4 separate regions of the Sus scrofa genome follow, and regions 2, 3 and 4 are each linked to region 1. The links are chromatin contacts, called in public Hi-C, HiChIP or PLAC-seq and promoter capture Hi-C maps. All regions are on one chromosome and are shown on one strand. The core of a region is the stretch at or near the end of the contact, and the rest is flanking DNA. Distances in the headings are between cores, read along the strand shown. Region 1 holds the start of CNNM2 (metal transporter CNNM2). Region 2 holds the start of USMG5 (up-regulated during skeletal muscle growth protein 5). Region 3 holds the start of TAF5 (transcription initiation factor TFIID subunit 5). Region 4 holds the start of PCGF6 (polycomb group RING finger protein 6).

Evidence for each region. Promoter capture Hi-C pulls out the DNA fragments that hold promoters and counts their contacts. A called contact is a pair of places that touch in the nucleus more often than the background predicts. HiChIP or PLAC-seq counts read pairs in DNA pulled down with a chosen protein or histone mark.
Region 2: a contact with region 1 is called in an H3K27ac HiChIP or PLAC-seq map of skeletal muscle, with 5 times the contacts expected there. The contact joins the promoter of USMG5 here to the promoter of CNNM2 in region 1. A contact is called at or near these places in 2 of 5 promoter capture datasets (fetal liver and liver), 1 of 47 Hi-C or Micro-C datasets (embryonic fibroblasts) and 2 of 2 datasets of contacts at active chromatin or transcription factors (alveolar macrophages and skeletal muscle).
Region 3: a contact with region 1 is called in a promoter capture Hi-C map of liver, with 4 times the contacts expected there. The contact joins the promoter of TAF5 here to the promoter of CNNM2 in region 1. A contact is called at or near these places in 1 of 5 promoter capture datasets (liver) and 1 of 2 datasets of contacts at active chromatin or transcription factors (alveolar macrophages).
Region 4: a contact with region 1 is called in a Hi-C map of embryonic fibroblasts, with 7 times the contacts expected there. The contact joins the promoter of PCGF6 here to the promoter of CNNM2 in region 1. A contact is called at or near these places in 2 of 5 promoter capture datasets (liver and skeletal muscle), 15 of 47 Hi-C or Micro-C datasets (adipose tissue, alveolar macrophages, brain and 8 more) and 1 of 2 datasets of contacts at active chromatin or transcription factors (alveolar macrophages).

The regions. Positions count from the first base shown.
Region 1 is chr14:113,888,768-113,891,680 of Sscrofa11.1, forward strand. CNNM2 (metal transporter CNNM2) reads left to right here and starts at 1,382. Exons shown (of 8, transcript XM_001929243.6): 1 at 1,382-2,913. The coding sequence starts at 1,382.
Region 2 is chr14:114,326,051-114,328,963 of Sscrofa11.1, forward strand. USMG5 (up-regulated during skeletal muscle growth protein 5) reads right to left here and starts at 1,467. Exons shown (of 4, transcript XM_021073491.1): 1 at 1,322-1,467. PDCD11 (protein RRP5 homolog) reads left to right here and starts at 1,533. Exons shown (of 38, transcript XR_002338761.1): 1 at 1,533-1,660.
Region 3 is chr14:114,303,174-114,306,086 of Sscrofa11.1, forward strand. It overlaps TAF5 (transcription initiation factor TFIID subunit 5), which reads left to right and starts at 1,390. Exons shown (of 11, transcript XM_021073484.1): 1 at 1,390-1,979. The coding sequence starts at 1,421.
Region 4 is chr14:114,286,019-114,288,931 of Sscrofa11.1, forward strand. PCGF6 (polycomb group RING finger protein 6) reads right to left here and starts at 1,439. Exons shown (of 27, transcript XR_002338753.1): 1 at 1,001-1,439; 2 at 186-285; 3 at 1-73.

The DNA of each region.
Region 1 (2,913 bases), core at 132-2,631:
TGGTTAAGGAATCCCACTAGGAACCATGAGGTGGTGGGTTCGATTCAGGGCCTTGCTCCTTGGGTTAAGGATCCGGAGTTGCCCTGAGCTGTGGTGTAGGTTGCAGATGCTGCTCGGATCCCACGTTGCTGTGGCTCTGGAGTAGGTCGGCGGCTGCAGTTCCGATTAGACCCCTAGCCTGGGAACCTCCATATGTCCCTGGTGCGGCCCTAGAAAAGACAGAAAGACAAAAAAAAAAAAAAAAGAACCTTTCTGAGTCTGCTTAGGATGTCTGCCCCCTCCCATTTCCCACATGTTTTGCAGTGCGTTAGAAATACAGATTCCTGGGTCCTACTCCTTCAGTAAGTATGGAATGGGGCTCAGGGATTATATACTTTCAGCAAGAAAATGAAGGGATTCTTAACAACTGGGAAGATAGGAAACCACTTCACTCTAACTTCCCCCATCTCCCGCACTCCTTTTGGGGTTTGCGGTGGAACTGTAAAGCGTTGCAGGGTGCATAAAATACCGGCAGGTGGCGCTACCTGACCGTGACCTGCAGAGCGCGCGTCTCTTAGGGATAAGCCAAAGGCTCCAGCAGAGTGGGCCTGAGCGTGCTGGCTTACCCCCGGGCGGAGCGGCGAGCGCAAGTAAAGAAGGGGAGCACGGCCGATAGCTCGGATGCACTTTAGGTTAATGTGCACCTTAAGCCGTCCCTAGTAGGCTTTTCGGGCTTTGCAGGCAGAAAGGCGCAGTCCTCTCTGCACCTGCACGGAGCACATGGGAGCCGTCAGCTTGGTGTAGCGCTAATCCGGCAACTGGCGCCGCGGGACTGCAGTGCAAGTAGAACCAAACCCCGGGGCCAGAATCTACTACTGAGGCCGGAGCGTCGGTCTCGCGGATGGCCTCTTTTCATTGGCAGCCGGACGGGGGCCCCGCCCCCTTTCCTACAGCTCTCATCTGTGACTGGCTCTCGGCTCCAGCTGGCCACACCTCCTCTCCTCGCACATACACAAGAGTCACGCGCCTTTCAGCTGGAAACTTGGCGTGCCTGGGAGGACTCTGGCCTTCATCTCCCCACCCACTTACCTTGCCATTGGTCCGCGGCGCCCCTCACGGCCACACCCCCATTCCAGCCCCCTGGCTGGGAGGGTGGGCAAGCGCTCGTGGTTGGCTGGCCGGCCTGCCTCTCGCAGGAGCGGCTGGCGCGCCCCCCATCCATTCCCCCCTCCTGCGAACCTCCAGGTTCCTTAGCTGGCCCAGGCGGAGTCAGTGTCAGTCAGGGAGGCGGACTGCTAAGCAGTGGATGCGAACAGTGCTTTGCAGTCTCGCCCCAGGGGTTGGTGCCTGCGCTCGTGCCGCCGGGTGGGTAGAATGAAGCCGCAGCTGGAGCAGCCACCCTATGATTGGCTGTGGCGCTTGTGAACCCGAAGTAAAGATGGCGGGCGGGCCGGCAGCCGCAGCACTGCCCACTAGGAAGATGGCGGCGCGCCGCAGCCTCAGCGCCCGCGGCCAGGGGGTTCTGCAGGCGGCAGCGGGGCGGCTGCTGCCGCTGCTGCTGCTGAGCTGCTGCTGCAGCGCGGGTGGATGTGCAGCGGCGGGCGAAAACGAGGAGACGGTGATCATCGGATTGCGGCTGGAGGACACGAACGACGTGTCGTTCATGGAAGGGGGGGCGCTGCGGGTGAGCGAGCGGACCCGGGTCAAGCTGCGAGTGTACGGACAGAACATCAACAACGAGACATGGTCCCGCATTGCTTTCACCGAGCACGAGCGGCGGCGCCACAGCCCCGGCGAGCGCGGGCTGGGGGGACCCGCGCCGCCGGAGCCGGACAGCGGCCCCCAGCGCTGCGGCATCCGCACATCAGATATCATCATCTTGCCTCATATCATTCTCAACCGGCGTACATCGGGCATCATTGAAATCGAGATCAAACCGCTGCGCAAGATGGAGAAGAGCAAGTCCTATTACCTGTGCACGTCGCTCTCCACGCCGGCCCTGGGCGCCGGCGGCTCGGGGTCCGCGGGTGGCGCCGTCGGGGGCAAGGGAGGCTCCGGGGTGGCCGGACTCCCGCCGCCCCCGTGGGCCGAGACCACCTGGATTTATCACGACGGCGAGGACACCAAGATGATCGTGGGCGAGGAGAAGAAGTTCCTGCTGCCCTTCTGGCTGCAAGTGATCTTCATTTCGCTGCTCCTCTGCCTATCGGGCATGTTCAGCGGCCTCAACCTGGGACTCATGGCCCTAGATCCGATGGAGCTGCGCATCGTGCAGAACTGCGGCACAGAAAAGGAAAAGAATTACGCCAAGCGCATCGAGCCCGTACGCAGGCAGGGCAACTACCTGCTGTGCTCGTTGCTGCTGGGCAACGTGCTGGTCAACACCACGCTCACCATCTTGCTCGACGACATCGCGGGCTCAGGCCTCGTGGCGGTGGTGGTCTCCACCATCGGCATCGTTATCTTCGGGGAGATCGTACCCCAGGCCATTTGCTCCCGGCATGGCCTGGCTGTAGGGGCCAACACCATCTTCCTCACCAAGTTTTTCATGATGATGACCTTCCCCGCTTCTTACCCGGTCAGCAAGCTGCTGGACTGCGTCCTGGGCCAGGAGATAGGCACCGTCTACAACCGGGAAAAACTGCTGGAGATGCTCCGGGTCACAGATCCCTACAACGACCTCGTTAAGGAGGAGCTGAACATCATCCAAGGGGCGCTGGAGCTCCGCACCAAGACCGTGGAGGACGTGATGACTCCCCTCCGGGACTGTTTCATGATCACCGGCGAAGCCATTCTGGACTTCAACACCATGTCAGAGATCATGGAGAGCGGTTACACTCGCATTCCAGTATTTGAGGGGGAGCGCTCCAACATCGTGGACCTCCTCTTTGTCAAAGACTTGGCCTTCGTGGATCCAGATGACTGTACTCCCCT
Region 2 (2,913 bases), core at 217-2,716, 440 kb after region 1:
CTCATCTTCAGGATAGATTTGTGGATTCTTATAATATCCACTAGGTTTCTAGAAGAAACCCGACAGAAGGCAAGGGCTTAACTTTGTCCAATTATTAACTATAATCACCACTACCTTATGTAACAAAAATTTTAATTTCTCTCTACACAATATAAAAGGAAGACTGATGTTTGCAATATTCTACACAGGGCTAATTCCGACGGTAGGAAAAGGTATAGTATAGGAATCACAATTTAGTCTAGGTCTTAGAGGAAGACTCTTGAAATGCTGAGTTGGAGGGGGAAGTGGGATGCTGCTGATAAATAACTGGAACAAAGCCTGGAAACACCTGGGTCTGCATCCTCAGCAAATCGCAGGTTACTTTGGGGCAAAGATCAGGAATCCTTGTGTTAGAGTGTCCTTCGTGGAGTAACTGAACTGAAACTTGCTTTCCTTTTGAGTCATACTTCAGCTTAGACAGATAGTAATGAAGAAAATTACCTAAGACTAAAAATAACCGTACCATTGTTAAATGGTAGCCTATGGCAAAGTCTAAGCGATGGGGTCTTCACTTTTGTTTCTAATTGAGCGGCAAACTACTATTAAATATAATCAATCTTTCCATTCCTCTCTTCACCGATAAGTGGGCACTTCAGAAAAGGCCCAAAGCGACCAAATGCCCTCGCTACTTTGTTTTCCCGATACTGTTTTTTTCTGTCTGACTGGACGTTTACCTAGAATGATGAGTGAGATTACGAGGCAGAGACGAGTGAAAGCTGCTCAGGTACCAGAAGCAGCTTCTTGCACTGCAAGGAGTTTACAGTCCTCTTCTGGCTACCTTCTAGGAAAGGTCTTCCCGCTGATTGAACACAGGCTGCATCTAACCAGCGGGTCTGGCGAACTGCAGGGGCCCGCCTACGCTCACTCCTGTTTGACAAAGGCTGCACCACAACTAAAGAACGCCTGGCTGGCCAACTTCCTAAACACAGCTCAGTGAAAACAAACTACTATACGCATACATGGGAAAGGAGATTAATTCGGCCAGAAGTTCTCATCCAAAATTACGTCACTCGGTGACCTTGGCGGACTCCCTTCGCTGCGGACCTTTTTTCTTTACCGGAAAATGCATTTTAAGGGCCTTTACCTCTCACTGAGGCTTCCTAGCCACTATCCGACCCCTCGCGGCCATCATTTTCTCCAATTCCTTTTCATTCACCCCCCCGTCTCGCCCCTCCAAAGCAAAGACCTCGCGGTGTTCCTGGACCAGAAAACAGTCCTATTCTAGGCTGGCCCCATAAAGTGGAGGCGCGAGGTCAGAGCCCGGTCTCCCCTCCACACCCACCTTCGAAAATGCACAAACTCCGCAGCCTGTGTCCTTCAACGTATCCAGTTGCCCCCTCGCTCCGGCCGGAAGAAACCTCCTCCCCCGCACGCGTTCAACGGGCCTTACCGACTCGGCCCTCTACGTCGATTGGCTGCGGCTCGAGGCCCGCCCTTCCGCTTCCGGTATTCAAATCTCCTCCCTCGCTCTGTAGGACTCCATAGTGTAGTAACGGAAGTGGGGCGCAGAGCCCGCCCTCGCTTCCGGCAGGGCGGAGTTGGGCTGCTGGCGTGCGGGTCTCCGCGTGTGTGATCACAGTGGCGCGGCCTCCGAAGTAGAAGTGCTGGCGTCCCTGGCTTGGTGAGTGTGGGTAAAGGCGACAAGGGAGGAAACGTCGTGGCTTCCAGGTCTGTTCCAGAACTAAGTCCTCCAGGTCCCTACCATGCACCCGCTTAGAAGCCGGCTTTGCTTGACTTGCTCCTGTAACTTTAGGATCTGTCCCCTGAAGGTAGCTTAATTCTCTTCTTTGCCGCTGGATTGCTGCTTTACTCTTTTGAAACTTCAGTTTCCCCTGGTCTGAAATGAGATTAAGGGTCAAACTCCCAGGAATCTTGACCCCACGGCACTTTCTTATTTTTTCGAAACATATCTATCCGTTCCTGATTCCAACTCCTAGGTTCATTTTAGGTCCTCGCCTCTTTCACAGTCTCAAGCCTTTCTAGATTCCTATTTCCAAGTGTCTTTCAGAACCAACCCCACTAATCTTCCGTTCTCGTTTATACCTAGTTCTGGTTCTCATGATTTCTGTTGTGCTGCAATTGAAGCCTTCTACCAGATTACCTTCCTTCAGTCCTCTCTCCTCCAGTCCAGTCTATAGCCTGCAGTCTTTTTTTTTTTTTTTTTTTTTGGTTACTGTTTTATCTTTTCCTTTACTTAAGGCTCAGACTTGCCAAAGTAAATGTTAATCTATTCACGTCTAATGAGAGCTCTGAAACAGAAAGCCCAAGCTGTCTTTTAGAATTTAACTCCACTTATTATGCTTTTTATCACTTTATGGTCTAGTTGAACTTTTCTCCAAAGGAAGGCAAGAGCAAGCCTTTGAACAACAGTTTGACAGACATGATGCTGATGCTTATCAAAATAATTTGCTTTTTCTTTTCCCATGCTTTTCCTCACATTCCTTCTGCTTTTCCCTTTCCACCTATCAAGATTCTATTTATCTTTTAACACATAGCCCAAAAGCTTCTTTTGTTTTCCTCTTTTACCAAAGCCTCATTATTTCCTGCTTCTTTGTTGATAGTTTATAAATTGATTTGTATTTTAAATTATTTGCATAATTGTTCTTAAAAGTGTGTCTGTTCAGAGTTCCCTTGTATCTTATTGGGTTAAGGGCCCACCTTGTCAATGCTGTAGCGTGGGTTCAGTGCCTGGCCTGGGAACTTCCACATACCACAGGTGCAGCCAAAAAAAAAAAAGACGAAAAAGTGTGCATATGCTTTGAAGGTAGGGGCTTATATATATATTTGTTTGTGTATCTGTGAATTAAGCTTAGTGATATTTACTACATTGAATCTATAGCTTTTTTTTTTTGCTTTTTAGAGCCGCACCCATGG
Region 3 (2,913 bases), core at 140-2,639, 410 kb after region 1:
GAGGTTGCGGGTTTGGTCCCTGCCCTTGCTCAGTGGGTTAACGATCCGGCGTTGCCGTGAGCTGTGGTGTAGGTTGCAGACGCGGCTCGGATCCTGCGTTGCTGTGGCTCTGGCGTAGGCCGGTGGCTACAGCTCCGATTTGACCCCTAGCCTGGGAACCTCCATATGCCGCGGGAGCAGCCCAAGAAATAGCAACAACAACAACAAAAAAAGACAAAAGACAAAAAAGACAAAAAAAGTGGGCTTTGAAGTCCTTCAATAAAAAATACAGAGATTTTGGGAGTTCCCTGATGGTCTAGTGGGTTAAAGATCCGGCACTGTCACAGCTGTGGCTCAGATTGCTGCTGTTGTATGGGTTTGACCCCTGGCCCAAGAACTTCTGCTTGCTGTGGTCATGGCCAAAAATAAAATAAAATAAAATAAAATAAAATAAAATAAAAAAATAAAGAAAGAAAGAAAAGAAAAGAAAAAATACTACAGATTTTATTTGTGGTGTAACAGAAAAGCCACTCTATGTGGTATAAGTGGCTTTGGCTGAAGTCCCAAACCAGACTCTGTGGAACTTAAAAGACAAAGCCAGGTAAAAGGTTAGACACCACAGAAGGAAACGGAGTGGCTGTACTTCTGCAGTCCCAGTTTCTGGGCTTCATCTGTATAGCTGGATCCAGTTTCTAAGACCTAATTCAGGAGACTGATGTATGCATCAGAAGTTTTACTATTCATAATAGGGTAAAACATCTTTCCAGGGAATAGTAAATACACCTGGGTTTATTTATGGCATTTCTCATCTAAGTTCTAAACTAATTACCAATTAATTACATATCAATTAGCGAATAATGAATTAGAAAAATCAGTTGAATGATCATGAGGTATAGGATGAATTTCCCCATCTCATAATTGTTACCATCTGAATTTGGTTTTTTCTCTCTTGGCCACTGCTGAATAAATGCTAACCAATTATTGTTCATCTCCCCTAATGCTCCTCCCCCCATGTTTCATAATCTTACTTTAAAAACAAAATTTTTTTTTTGGCTGTGCCTTGTGGCCACCCGAGCTGCTGCAGTGACAATGCTGGAGGCTTAACCAATGCAAAGTGAAGATAATAGTACTTTACGAGGTTGTTTAATTATATGAGGGCATATAATGTAAAGTGTCTATCGCAGTGCCTGAATATAGCCGGTCCGCAATAAACGGTAATTATCATCGGGCAAACAGAAGAGGCGGTCCCTCATCCCAACTTCCTGCCTTTTTGTCACTCACTTTTGAAAGTCGCTCTCGCTCCTATTCCTTTTTCTCCTTATTTCTCGCCCCTCCTACTGCCGCAAATTGCCTTCCAGAGCTGTCGTAAAACGCTCCTCCCCGCCCTCCATGTGGCGAAAACGCAATCACGCTTGACGGCGCGAGGTGGCTCAGCCGCAAGATGGCGGCGCTGGCGGAGGAGCAGACGGAGGTGGCGGTCAAGTTAGAGCCTGAAGGACCGCCGACGCTGCTACCTCCGCAGGCGGGGGACGGCGCTGGCGAGGGTGGCGGTGGCGCAACCAACAACGGCCCCAATGGCGGTGGCGGGAACGTTGCGGCATCGTCGTCGGCCGGCGGGGATGGTGGAACTCCTAAGCCCTCGGTGGCTGTGTCCGCCGTTGCCCCGGCGGGGGTGGCTCCGGTGGCCGCCGCTGCTCCGGAGGCTGGCGGGCCCCACGACCGACAGACTCTGCTGGCTGTACTGCAGTTTCTACGGCAGAACAACCTCCGTGAGGCCGAAGAGGCGCTGCGCCGTGAGGCCCGTCTGCTAGAGGAGGCAGTGGCGGGCTCCGGAGCCCCGGGAGAGGCGGACGGCGCCGGCGCTGAGACGGCTAGCGCGCTTCTCAGCCGGGTCACTTCCTCGGGCCCCGGCCCTGCGGCCCCAGAGCCTCCCGGCAGCGCCGCTTCGGGAGCCTCTGCTGTCTCGGGCTTAGCGACAGGTCCTGCGGCTCCGGGGAAAGGTGAGCCGCGGGGTCCCTGGGAGGCAAGACCGGCAAGTAGGAGATCAAGCAGGGAAGGCAGAGGCTGGCAGGCCTGCACCTCTGCGGGCTTGTTTTGAATTTCCTGGGCCCGCCTCTAGGGCCACATGCCCGCCCCTTTCCCTAGTGCGCCGGCTGCGCAGTCAAACCCTCTTCCTAGCTGTCAGTTCCAGAGAGAGGCTCTGGAGAGCTATTGAGCCCAGGGATGTACGGGGACGGTGGGCGCAGAGAGCCGGGGATGTTCAGGCTTTTGGCCCCTTTCGTTTTATTTAAGCTCTTGGGCCTTGTGCAGGGGTGTATTAGCACTAACAATATTTGTACAATATTGTACTAGTGTACTTTAAATTATGCATCTTAATTTTCACTGTTATACTGTGAGGTAGACAGTACCTCTATTTTAAAGATGAGAAAAGAGTCTGAGAAGAGCCCAGGGACTTGCTTTGACACAGCCAGAGAGTGATGAAATATAGTATAGCCAGTTTTCTCAAAATACAGGCTTACTATCGCTAGTGTTCCATCTTTTAGGGGAATGCAGATTCCTAGGCGTCACTTCGGACTTAGTGAGTCAGACCCCATGCAGGTGGACTCTGGGAATTTGCATTTTATTTTATTTTGCTTTTTAGGGCCACACCTGTGGCATATGGAAGTTCCCAGGCTAGGGGTGGAATCGTGCTACAGCTGCCAGCCTAAGCCACAGCAAGGCAGGATCTGAGCTGTGTCTGCGACCTACACCACAGCTCACGGCAATGCCAGATCTTTAACCCACTGAGTGTGACCAGGGATTGAATCCGAGTCCTCATAGCTACTAGTCAGATATGTTTCCCCTGAGCCACAGTGGGAAATTCTGAAATCTGCGTTTTAAACAAATACTTACAAGGGGATATTGATGTATATGGCAAAGTTTGAGAACCATTCA
Region 4 (2,913 bases), core at 189-2,688, 400 kb after region 1:
TGATGGACCACTATGTTGCATTTTGGACATCTGTTGCTATAGTAAAAGTGTCTTACAATGCAGCTTTTACAAACTGTTGAAAAAGGACATGTTTAAGTTAGAATGCTTTCAAGACATTTCAAAAACTATATTATTTGGAAATGCTTTCAAGACATTCAAAAGCTATATTATTTGGAAATGCTTACATGTATGAAGACATTCTGTAATGGTAGTTGCATCTATTAAGTAACCTTTGCAAATGGAACACAAGATGTATGGGGTCAGCTCAGAAAGGTTAATCAGGCGCTGCAAATGCAATGGAAATGGTTTTAAAATACAAGTCCTTGCCTTCTCAAACTAATACCAATAAAGTGTAGCTTACTTTGCAACATGGAAACTTGTTACAGTACCTACAACTCTTCAGAATACTCTCAAAGTTACAATAATAACACAACATAAACCGATGTTTCAAAAAGCTTTCACTCTTTGGATATATTGTATATTGCCAGATAAATGGCATCCTACTTTATGAATTACTGCGAAGTGGACAAACTTCCAGATACTAGTGTTTAATATATTAATTCTCACTACCTAGGTGCATTGCCTAACTTGATTAAGTATGCGCTGTCCCATTTTAAAAAGTCTTCCCAGTCAGAGATTGATTAGGTGGGGAAGGGTTTACCATCCTTTCAAGACCCTGTAGAAATGGACTGTTCCCCCGCCCGTCCCACTGCACACTCCAAGAAGGCAGGAGGACGGAACCCTTGGCGCCTTCGCCCCTGGCAGTAGTTTCAATAATGAGTAAGTCGGACCCAGAGAGCCTAAGCGACTGCAGGAACCTCACAAAATGAGTCGGCAGCGAATCGGGCTGGCACGGAAGACCAGTCCGCACCACAAGCCTAGGCAGGCAGCGCAGGGAGGGCGGGTCGACACAGGTGCCAAAGGCTGCAGCAGCGAGCGGGAGACCCCGCCGGGCCCTGACTGAGGAGGCCTCGCATGGTCGGACAGGGGCTAGCGATACCTCCTCCTCGTCCTCGGAGTCCGGCCGGCCCCCCTCCAACCTCAGCGAGAAGTGGCTCATCTCTTCCTCCTCCTCCTCCTCTTCTTCCTCATCCAGGTCTTCATCCTCTTCCAACTCCTCGTCCTCGTCCTCGAAGCGGCTCCTCAAACGGCCCAGGCTGCGCTCGGGCTCCAGCTCAGGGGGCCGGGAGCCGGAGCAGCCGGGAGCCCCCGCCTCGGGCAAAGGCGGCGGGCCCTCCTCACCCGCTGAGGGCGCGGGGGTGAGGGCAGGCGGGGAGACGGGGGGCGGCGGCGGCATGGCTGCGGCTCCCTCGGCCTTGGTAGCGCCGGCGTTGCCTGTCGTTACCGCCGGGACCCCCTCCATGCCGAGGGCAGAGACCAGGCGAGGCGAGACCAGGTGGCTGGATAGCGCGGGAGTTCCGCCCGCCTGCCTGAGCCGCCAGTACGCAGGCGCGGGAGGCCTGCGGAGCCCGCTGGGAACTGTGGTTCGTTGCTCCTCACCTAAGTCCGCGGCGTAGGCGGAGCCACTCAGGTATATGGGGCGGGGCTTGCAGGCCTCAGAGGAATCTCACCCATTTTTTCCTTTGAAAGGCTGACGCTCCCTTCACAAAATTGCTACCTCTCAGACAACAATATTCTCTTTGTATCACCTGATGTTCAGAGCACTGAAACAGATCCTATAACAATGTTGCATTATGAATAATAATGATTTCGATTTGAGTACCAATTATGCGTTTCTTCCATGCAAGGTTATTTCCATTAGGAAGTTAAATATATACGTTTACTTATTTGGAGGAATCAAATCTTGTATTTTTATCTTGCTACAGGATGAAAACTTAATCACCAAAGACAGTCTATTATTCCCTATTACATAAAGGAAAGTCAATTATATTTAATTCAACAAACATTTGTTGAGGATCTACTGTGGCAGGAAATGAGCCCTATCCATGCACCCCAAACCCCCAGTTTTATTAGAAGAGAGATTTGGAGTTGGTGTTCTTTATTATTGGTAAGATAGTGCCAACTAATGTCGGGTAATGTTTGGAAGCCAGATTCAGGGAGGAATCAAATGCTCCTCAATGAGATAATGCTGGGAGGAAATCACATTTGTGAGAGAATGTGTTGTCACTGAGTAAAATTAATGTTAATTTGGGAGCAGTAAACTGAAATAGCTCCAGGATTTGTCAGTCCTATGGTGTGATGGCTAGTTTTATGTGTCAACTTGACTAGGATATAGTATAGTTTTTCAATCAAACACATAGGTGTTTCCGTGAAGGTATTTTTGTACGTTCGATTAATATTATCATCAGTTGACTTTATTTTATTTATGTATTTATTTATTTGCTTTTTAGAGCCACACCCACAGTATATGGAGAGTCCCAGGCTTAGGGTCTAATCATAGCTACAGCTGCTGGCCTACGCCACAGCCACAGCCACACCAGATCCAAGCCGTGTTTGCCACCTACACCACAGCTCATGGCAATGCAGGATCCTTAACCCACTGAGCGAGACCAGGGATTGAACCTGCAACCTCATGGTTCCCAGTTGGATTTGTTTCCACTGAGCCACAATGGGAACTCCATCAGTTGACTTTAAGTGAAAGATACTATCTTTTATAATTTAAATAAAATTCATCCAATCAGTTGAGAAGCCTTAAAAGCAAAGCTGAGATTCCTCTGAGGAAGACATTCTTCCTATGGACTGCAGCATCAGCTCCTGCATGGGAGTTTCCATACTGTTCACTTGCCCCACAAATTGCTAAGACCTGCTTAGCAAGACCTAACAATCATGTAAGGCAATTCCTTGTAATAAATCTGTTCATAAGTAGATACATCCAGGTGAGTTCTGCTGTGGCTTAGCGGTAATGAACCCAACTAGTATCCAGGAGGATGCGGGTTCAATCCCTGGCCCTGC